Linked DNA regions of Anser cygnoides: region 1 is linked to region 2. A link is a contact called in public Hi-C data. All regions are on one chromosome and are shown on one strand. Each heading gives the region's core, a stretch centred on a gene start, on an enhancer-like site or on the middle of the called end of the contact. The rest is flanking DNA. Distances are from core to core; before and after follow the strand shown.

Evidence for each region. A called contact is a pair of places that touch in the nucleus more often than the background predicts.
Region 1: a Hi-C map of liver shows a contact between it and region 2, with 8 times the contacts expected there. The contact joins two enhancer-like sites. A contact is called at or near these places in 2 of 7 Hi-C or Micro-C datasets (both in liver).

The regions. Positions count from the first base shown.
Region 1 is chr2:153,196,977-153,201,994 of Taihu_goose_T2T_genome, reverse strand. It overlaps LOC106038466 (a long non-coding RNA gene), which reads left to right. Exons shown (of 5, transcript XR_010828806.1): 3 at 2,040-2,147. All of the region lies in intron 1 of LOC136789798 (a long non-coding RNA gene), which reads right to left. Among named protein-coding and RNA genes, the nearest start is that of MYC, 28 kb to the right of the region's middle. Within about 2 kb of position 2,889, at least 1 of the 3 cell types and tissues checked has open chromatin away from gene starts, as enhancers often do. A contact at or near this core is called in liver, where this site is marked.
Region 2 is chr2:152,965,131-152,970,048 of Taihu_goose_T2T_genome, reverse strand. No RefSeq gene overlaps it. Among named protein-coding and RNA genes, the nearest start is that of MYC, 200 kb to the left of the region's middle. Within about 2 kb of position 3,413, at least 1 of the 3 cell types and tissues checked has open chromatin away from gene starts, as enhancers often do. A contact at or near this core is called in liver, where this site is marked.

The sequences.
Region 1 (5,018 bases), core at 1,640-4,139, 230 kb before region 2:
TCTACCAACTTAAGTGACCAGCTGTGGATGTGCAATGGAGCCATCAGGGACGCAGCAGAATCTTCAGCCCCTTCCTCATGCCTGTCAGCTCTTCTGCAGTGCTGGAGCTCAGCCTCAGAAAGCTGCTCTTCACCCTGAGCCAACAGTGTCCAACAGCTTGTCTCTCTGGCAGCAGCTAGGTGCAAAAGGCTAAACAGAGCTAAGGTTTATCGTCACCCTTGAGTGCCCCAAGCATGGAAACTGGTGGGAGAAGGCAGAACCATTGTTTCTCCCTGGGTACCAGCCACCCCAAAGGACGTGAACATGATTACAAGCTTCTTCTTTTGGACCCACTGTGGCCTGCCGTGGTGGAGGGAGGTTGGGAACCTCCCTGGGTAGACCTCCTCTGCCTGCCAAGCCTCCGGTGAAACCACAGCTGCATGAGCTCAACCTTAACGTTTGCCAGTTTTTAATAGGCATTGAAATGCTTTCATATCTTCCGAAGAAATATTGATGTTACAAGCAGTATTTCATGTGTCTACAGGCTTTGCCATGCCTCAAGGAGACCTAAAATAGATTTAGCCCACACTTCAAGACTTTCAAGAGAGCATGGCATAACAGAGAGGGTCCAGGCCTGCGAGCCAGATCCCACACACCAACCCTGTCCCTGTTGGTATCTTAGGCTGTTTCTGCTGCCACAGTGGGGACAACAGCATTTTAAATGCTCAGCATCCCTATATTCTAAGCAGGACAAGATACAGGTGTTCATTATTGTGGATATTAGCACTCCTAACACTATTATATTACCAAGACCAACTATAAGCTCTCCCAGTCATGGTGGATCAGCATAAGTGACGGAAGGTTGTTTAATCCCTCTGCGTTACTGTCCCTTTCTATACCACCTTGCTCCATGAGGTGCTGTTAGCAGTTACTTAAGGAAGAAATTTCTGACAATGAAGGTGATGAAATGCTGGAACAGGTTGTCCACAGAAGCTGAGGATGGGGCTTTGAGCAACCTACCTAGTGAAAGATGTCCCTGCCCATCTCAGGGGGGTTGTATGATCTTTAAAGGCCCCTCCCATCGCAAACCACGCTATGCTTTTATGAATAAAAAGAATTTAAATCCTATTCATTGTAAGTTATCTCACAAAAGTATCCAAGAAAAATACTCACTAGAAGTTACTGAGAACATCCTGCAAAATAAGGTTTTTGCTAAAAATCTCTTAGGTCATCAAACTTTAAAAGGAACACGGGGACACAGGGCACCAAGAGTAGTGCACAGCGTACAACACAAAGCAATATGTTGTGCCTTATGCTAAGGTACAGCATCTTGGGCTCCAAATAGTCTGCAACCTGTCTGAAAGATGGTTATACTCACATTACCCTTAGTAACCTGTAAATTGTACTTAATGCACTTAACTTTAAAGTTAAAATTATAAAATTATTGCAAACCTCCCTTCCCTTCCACTTTTCCTCCTGCTCCTACCTCCATAGGAAGAATGGGAGTAGACTGCGGTATGGGTGATGAAAAGCTGGTACTCACATTTTCCTTCCACACTAAGCTAGGAGCTAAGGGAGATTTTATTTCCAGTCCTTCAACACTTGCATGACCTCACAGAGCTAATTGGTGTAAAGTTTTCAAGTTTTTTCCTTCCCAGTAGTGTCGGTTGCAGTCACCAGACCTCCCCCTCAAAGACAGCCTATCAAAGTCACCGCTACCATCTCTAACGATGCCAAGCTTGGTACAGGACAAGCTTGTACAGGACCCCGACTATCTCAGCGAAGCTCTGAGGGTCAAGGTGACATCAGGGCCCTGCAGTCCCCCAATGTGAACAAACGTACAAATGCAGTATCTGCCCTGATGCATTCAACGACGAAGAGCAGAAGAGGAAGGAGAAGAAATGGCTGCTGAGGGCAGAGCCCTCACACCCTGCCCACAGCTGAGCACGGGGAACCCCACCATCTATCCAAGCTGCCTGTGACAACCAGCTCTGGTGGGTCTTAACGCTAACTAATGAAGATATGGAAAACATTTCAAAACTAACTTCTCACTCCTTCAGCTTCCTGGACGGCAAAAAGCATCATCGTCTCCTCCTCTCACCGAGGTGCTGGGGCATTTCCTTCAGTTGCACCCGAGCAGCAGTTCAGAAGACACCACACAAGTGCAAGTATGATCTACTTTAGCACCTTTACATACACATCAAATTCCTGATCTGACTCATGTTGTTGTGCTTGCACTGGTCCAAGGTATCAACCCTACCTTCACCAAAGCAGCAAATTTCAAGTAGCAGCTTAGCCTTCACCCATCCTACCACATCGGGTGTGCTGGGTGCTTGTGGGGGGCTGCAGGTATAGGTATAGGACCTGGTACAGACTCTTCACCCCATCAGGGAGACACAGTTCTCCTTCTAATGTTCTTCCTTCTAATCTTAATTGTATTTATTTACTAATCATGTGCATTCCAGAAAGCTGGGCCTCCTTCCATTTCATTCCACAAACCAAGACCTGAAGTTTGTCTTCTCCATTTTTCCCTCAGTAACCACAGAAGCAGAGAACTGTTGGTAGGAAGAACCCCCCGGGGTCTCCAGTCCAACCTCCTATCTTGTAAATAAGACTGGTTATTTTCCTCTGTAAAATCAAGCACGTACTTTTTTGTTAGTATTATTATATCACCTAATAGCAGCCTTTTTAATGTTTAAGAAAAATTTGAAGCTTTACACACCGCATACCTAAAAGCAAGCTAATATAAGAACCAGAGGCAGTTGTGAGATACCTGTAAATGAAATTATCCAGCAACTCACAAAGCAAACACATCACCATCTGAAAGCCCCAGAGCGGCGTTTCAAGTCATCTGTGGCACAGCCCCAAGCTCTTGGCCTTTGCTCCCCTCATGATCATGTCTGGGAAAGTGTATTTCACACCCTCCTACCCTTATGTAGGAGGAAAAAAAAAATAAACAAGCTGTTATTATTTAAATGAGGCTGGAAATGTTACTAAATATTTCCAAAAGGATGTACAGTAGCTGTTTGCTCTGTGTGATAAATTACGGATCACTTCGTTGATACGTGTGACTACCTGTTTATATAATCGACTGAAACAAGGGGGTTTTAGTCTGTCACATCTAGGGTCTGCTATAGCAGGGCTACATTGATGTATCATAGATGTTAGGGTCTCTATCACGTCTAGGGAATGCAGCAGGGCTACGTCCATAAACATTATGTCTGTAACACAGTTAATATTAAAAATATATTTACTTCTATCATTGCGAAACTTTAACATTAGCAAAGAGGGACCCATGCTAGATATGTTTCCACGTGGAAGAGACAAAATACAAAGGGTTCGAGGGCAGCCTGGGCTTTGGCCGCTGCTCCACGTCCCACATGCTCTGACGCAGGCCAGGCACGAGCCCACGGCTGCTGTTTCCACCACGTTAACCAGCGCACAGCAGCACGTTTCTACATCAGCAGCTCACCGGTTGCCAGAGGACAGCAATATAGGATCGAACACCAAGCTGTGAGGACACAGCACCTGGCAGAAAGCTCTCCAGGAGAAGCTACCTTCCCTAAGCAGCTTTCACAGTCCTGAGATACCCGTGTTTCACCCCTTGCCTTACAGCACTCACTCACATCTTTACTGTATCATATCCAAACACCCCAGTAAATCAGCAGCACACCCCAAGGGGTCTACGTGCTGATGACCTGCAGGCACACACAGGGAGCAGTCCCTACACAGGCGGTAAGGCTCCAAATTCTTGAGCCACGCTCTCCTCGCACAGCTGGCAAGCCCTTTCCAGCTGCTCACCGAGTCCTGCCCCCCAGGGCTCGCCTCTGCCTGGGCAGGGCACTGCACAAGGCAATACAATGCATTTTATTTTGGCACAGATTTTGCTCAGCCACCGTTTTCAAGAGGAGATGCTTACAGTATGATCAAACCTATGGCTCAAAATTCAAAGCTTTGAGTCGATCAGAAGTTGTTGGTTGTTGCATTTTCTTTTACATGCTCTTAAGTTGGATTCTTCTTCTTCTAAGTTACTGACAACCATCCCCCAGCCCCAGCTGAGATTTATACAGGACCGCACAGGGCACTTCCCCTACAGCATCAGTGAAAAGATCAAAACTTTCAGTCCTCCTAACTGTAAGAAAAAAGCAAGGCAAGCAATCTTTAAAGTCCAGCTACTGAGACTTAAGAAAAGACAAAAAATGTTCTGAAAACAAAATCAAGCAGAACACAGGCGGGTATCAATGGGGCTGGTCTGGATACCTGCTTCCAGATGACTTTGAACCTGTAGGGTTTCCAAACCCATGCAGCATATAAGCCTCATCTACCTGACACATCTTTCAAAAATGCTCACCTGAGGAAATCCATCTAACCAAGAAGGACAGTTACTGGGGCAGAGACACTGCCACTAAGCATGAAATGCTAAATGAGTATTTTCCAGTCCAACACCACTTGGATCCCCACGGGATCAAAGGAAACAACCTGGGATGTGGAGACATCTCCATTTCCCTTTCTCAGACCAAGGTTTCATCCATACGAAGAGGCCTGCCAGTCCAAACACGGCGATCCCCCTACCTTGCAAAAATCCGCTTTTAACAGAACTTGTAACAGTACTAATGTGATGGCTTCTATCACCGCAGAGAATTGCGATGCTCTATCCACACTGAAGGTGTTACTGGCATGACATACCCTTAACCAGCTCAACTCCACTGGTAACGCTAAAATGCGTCCCTGGCATGAAACCAGCAGTTATCCAGGGAAGCCAAGCAGCAGGGAAAAGGTTTTCAGAAGAATCCAGGGAGAAGTGGACTGGACAGTGCTGGCTGGATGAAGGGAAGATGATGGTGGCTGGTTAGGTGGGCTGGAAATGGGACTGGATCCCTGCAGTGGCGTGCTTCAGAGCCTGGGGGCTCCCAACACAATCCAGATCATGCCAAGGGTCTCCACAGGCTGCTCCACACAGTGTGTAATGGGATGTCATCTTGCCTCTTCCACCCACCTCTGCTCTCCACCAATCCCTAAGGAAGCAGCCTACAGCTCTG
Region 2 (4,918 bases), core at 2,164-4,663:
TTTTTTTGCGTTCAATAGCTCACTAAACACTGTATGTCTAGAATGGGAATTGGCTTTTAGATTTCTGCTTCTTCCCAGTTGTCTCTGCGACCCCTTTATGCCTTTAGGATGACTGTGGCACATTGCAATGGAGGTTTTTATTACACAGACCTTTGACCCATTGGGAACTAGACTAAACCTACTGCCTTACAGCAAACAGCCTATTCCCCTTTTAACAGGACCCTGATTTGCATCCAAAGTAAGCTGGGCTTACTGAGCTGAGGGGGGCGGGAAACGTCTTCCTATCCTCCCCCAGCATTTTTGCTGGTCAGCTCATATGCTGGCTCTTGAACAAAACACAGCATGCTGCTACTTGTTCATAAAGTGGCAACAGTTTTTTTTTTTTTTTTTTTTTTTTGCTGTGGGAGTGCCCAAAAATGCTTCCTGTCTCCCATGGCAACCTCTAGCTTTCATGGAACAAACTGTGAGCAAATCCTTCTGTACTTATTCATCCTCTTTGTGATTTACCACTCAAGCCTGCTGCAAAACCAACAGCAGAGAAACGACAACAGTGGAGCATGCTGGCTCTGACAGATGTATTTCCCCAGTTGTTATTCTGTGGTTGCCTTTTCCTAACAGTTGACTTTGCTGATATCGTGTGTAAATCTCTAGTTCCATTCAAGGGTGGAAGTGGTAGAGCAAGCGCTAACTGGAAAAGAACTGGTGACTCATAAGCCTAAACATTCTTAATATTTAGCAGGAATAAATATTGATGTTAGAAAGATTTACATTTAATAATGGCTAAAAATTAAAGTATGTTGATGGGGCACTTAGTTCCTTGTGCACCCGTGACTCTGTTGACTTTGGAAGTAGTTGTAGGAGTGCAGAGAAGGTTGGATTTGGCATTTTTTAATAATATTCTGTACTCTCAGGGATTGCTGGGGAAGGGGGAGAGGAGGAAGGGAACTGCCTTTGGAATTTGCATTTCATTCTTTAGCAGTAACTAAAAGGGAAATGTTTTGCTGTGGCAATATACCTTCCTTTCCATGCTGTTAACATAGCCAGAGTGACTCAATTTTCCGGTGATTTCAATGTGCACTTTTTTTTTTTTTTATCATTTGAAAAGGAAAGGGTAGATTGCTGGACATCAGTCATTGTCATTTTGGACTAAATTCCACTTGCACATAAGTGCATCCTGACCAAAACTATGTATTATTTTTTTAGTGGAAGGCATTAACATTTGTCCTTGTTCACAAAGAACAAGGTGGGCAAAAGACAGCCAAAGACAAGTGCAGCTCCCCAGCTTTCTGGGATCTTGTTTCCATGCTCATAACAGTCCCTGTTGTGATGCAATCTGGCAACTCTCATGTCCTTGCAACAAGGATGTACCTCTTTGAACTTTTTGCAAGAAAGGAAGGAAAATCTCAAATAATGAACTCAGACCTTGACTTGCAAAGGAAGAAGGAACATGCCATTTTCAAATGCCTGAATCGTTTCATAAATTGCAAAGACATTTGTACTTTTCAAAAGGAAATTCCTCAAACACAGTAGTGTTCAAACCATGGGGTCCATTTCTGAGATGGTAGAGATCTGCAAAACTCCACAGAAGCTATATGTGTTATGCATAAAGATTTTGACCTTTGAATCCAATTTGAAGCAGCTATTGAGAGAAAAATGAATGAGTCGGTTCCAAAACCATCAAACTAGGAGATGCAGATTAGCTCTGAATTAGCTGTTGAGTATAAGCATCCCACATTCAGAAATCTTATAAGCTTCGTTCATATAGAAGATGTGTTAGAGACAACAAGGCTACTTGTAGGACGATTCACCACAGGAGCAACTGGCAGTGAGTCAGCTCATTTGCAGAGCTTGACAACTCTGGCTCTCAGTCCTGTGTCCATATCACTATCAAACATACTTTGTCTCATTCTGAAGTCTTTGCAGCAACAGTTGAGCTGCTTCAAGCATCGATCTGCAGCCCAAGGGAGTCCTGATGTAATGTAAATAATAGCAATAGTAATAATAATAAAAATCCATACTAATTGCCATTTAACTTCACTCTCGTTATTAGTCACTAATGAAACACTAACATTCTCCCCTAAATCTTGCATAAACAATCCAATGCGGCTTTGAAACATAAACATCCACTGACAAATGAAACAGATTTCATTAGCCATTTCCTATATGATAGATATCCTGGTGTTATTAATGTCCTTCTAAGTAAACATTGACTGTATTAAAATGAATACTGAAAAGAAATCATTAAACAGTAGTATATTAACAGGAATGGCAACTCAGTTCATCTATCATGGGCAAATACTTTCTTGTGGTCAAAATCATCCGGAGATGAAAATAAATGTATAAAATATGCTGTATTTTCTCCTCACTTTTCACATTGTTGTGTCCCCCTTGAGCATTTTTGATAGTCAGAATAGTAAATGAAGAAATTAATTTTCTTTCTTCATTAGTTTTTCTACTCAGTGATGTCCATGCCACAGACTCCAAGCAGTCTCTGCCCTGAGGAGCATGCAGTTTACATAAGACAGAGAAACAGCTTTGGGAAATCCACAAAAAAAAGTATTAATAGTATTTTTTATTAGTGATTTGTACTTTACATATTACTATTTATGAAATTCTATCATGCTAAACTTCTTTAAACCCCTGGAGTGAGACTAACCACACTCCAAGGTGTGTTAATGTCTTCTGGCAGAAAATGTTTTCCTTAGCAATTCCCTTGTTATTTTTTTGCAATATTTTACGTAAAATCACGTACCCCTAAATATTTGAGGGAAGGAGAAACTGCACTGCATTTCTCAGTCTATGAGGGGGGTGAATTACAGCAAGACTGTGAGCCCAGGAGGTGAGGTGGCTGGCACGCCACCAGGACCGCGGAGAGGTGCGAGCAGCAGGTGCTGCTGGGCTGCCTGACCGTAGCTCCCCTGGCCAGGTTGTGCAACCTCCTCCTTTCCCCCAGCCCCCAGGAAGGCTGGCAGCACTTTGCCACATCCTGGGGTGCTGTGAGAGTGAATGCACTGGCAAGCTCTCAAATACTTTTCGTAACAACAAATAATTGCTCATATGGCTAAGGCCACAGAGTACCCCTCAAATCTTCCTTGAGTTCAGCTATCCTGGCAAATCCATGTCATTCAGCACGCTTCGCCCGGTATGCGTGTTGTTTAGCTTTGCTATTTTTAAGTATGTAGTCATACTTGGAGCTTTTGCTTAGGTCAGAGTCCCTCAGCCCTGGATATTGGACCCTACAGATATATCTGCAGTCCTGAGCAGCTCTGGCAGCAGACGTGGTCAGGTGTCCTGGGCAAGACCTTCAGGGTGTATACTGTACAGACTTCCTGGGAAAAAACAGCTGAAAAGACCCAAATTCAAACCCATTAAGCAACAGCAAGGAGTGTTATCTGGAGAAACCTCACGTGGAAATAGCAGTTTGCCAAATAATCTGCCTCAGTTTCTAAGGTGCTTTTACCTGGAGAAGCAGTCACACATCTAGTCCTTATTTCTAGTAAGACCTGAGTTTGACCGGGTAAAAACCACAGATTTTGCCCCTGCCATTGACAATAGCTGGGTTCACAAAGAACTTCATATGTCATTTACAACAGATTAGGTATTATGGCAATAGCCACACTTGTTACCGACTCTGTTGTACTTTTACCCTCCTACTATAAATGGGACCTTTGTTTGATCTATGACTAAAGTGCAATGAAATTGCAGTTCAGTGGATATCACTTTGCCAGGACTGACCGGATGTTTGTGTTCTGTTAAACATGAATAAATATTGATAGTCCTAATCCTAAAAATCACAACTGCAATAAAAATAAACAGTACGACTCTGTTGTTAATGAGCTTTTGAAGATCAGTTTATATTATTCAGGTAAAACCAGCTTCCCTGTATACATTGTCTTTCTGCAATTACTAGTCCTGGCTTTCATTTTACTTTATTTCCTATGAAACACAGTGAGAAACAGTGTAATGTCCTACAAAGAAAATGCATTTAAATTGTAATAATTTGCATTTAAATACAACGACAACTCTGTCTTTCCTTGTCCTAGTCTTGCTGTGCCATTCACACCTGTTAATTTAATAGCTGGGATCCTCCGTCACAGTGAATTACAAAGAAGATATTGCACGCAAGGACCAGCAAGAGGCCTTAAATTGCACCTGTTTCAGCAGAAGGTCCTGTGGGGTGCATTCCTTAGCTTAACTTGGCTTTAATGGTATGGCTGCAGTGGAAGACTAAGAGGATCCAGGAAGATGTGTTGTGATACGAGCTGTACAAACTTTCCCCTTAGGAGTGTGTCAGGGTGACAGTTTCATGACATGTATCCAGCTAATGCAGATTTAGTAGGAATATGCTGCCTTCCTTGGAGAGGCCATAAGTGCTGAGTACTGATTTTCCGAAGCCTGCCTCTGCAGCCCTCTATGCAGCTTCCTGGCCCACCCGAGAGCATGCTCTGGGGCTGCACTTCTCTGGAAAGCTGCAAGCAGAGCCAGATGCCTACAATGGAGGGCATTCAGGAAGCTCTTGCACAACAGGCTAGAAGTCTGCAGCAGGGACATCTCAAAAACAGGCAGCAAATTTCAGCTCCTGACTGTTGTGTAGTTGTGCACCCCTGGTCAGGTTTGGGACCTGCTGCTTCATGTATGGACAACGTGTCATGTTGATGGCACTAGACGGGTAATATCTGATTTGATGGACAATGAGTTGTTACCAACAAACTTTTGTTTGGAGAGGAGAACTACATTTTGTGACAACAACCTTGAAGGATTGCCAAGATCTCACAGAAAGTCAGCTCTTTGGCATCCTGTGAATATTTTGGCGGCGCAGTACAAATGACGTTGTGACATAAGCAAGCAAGGGACTTTTAACAAGGATTGGCCATTACAAGAAATGACACAGATCAGGGCCATCTCTTCCAGTGCATCC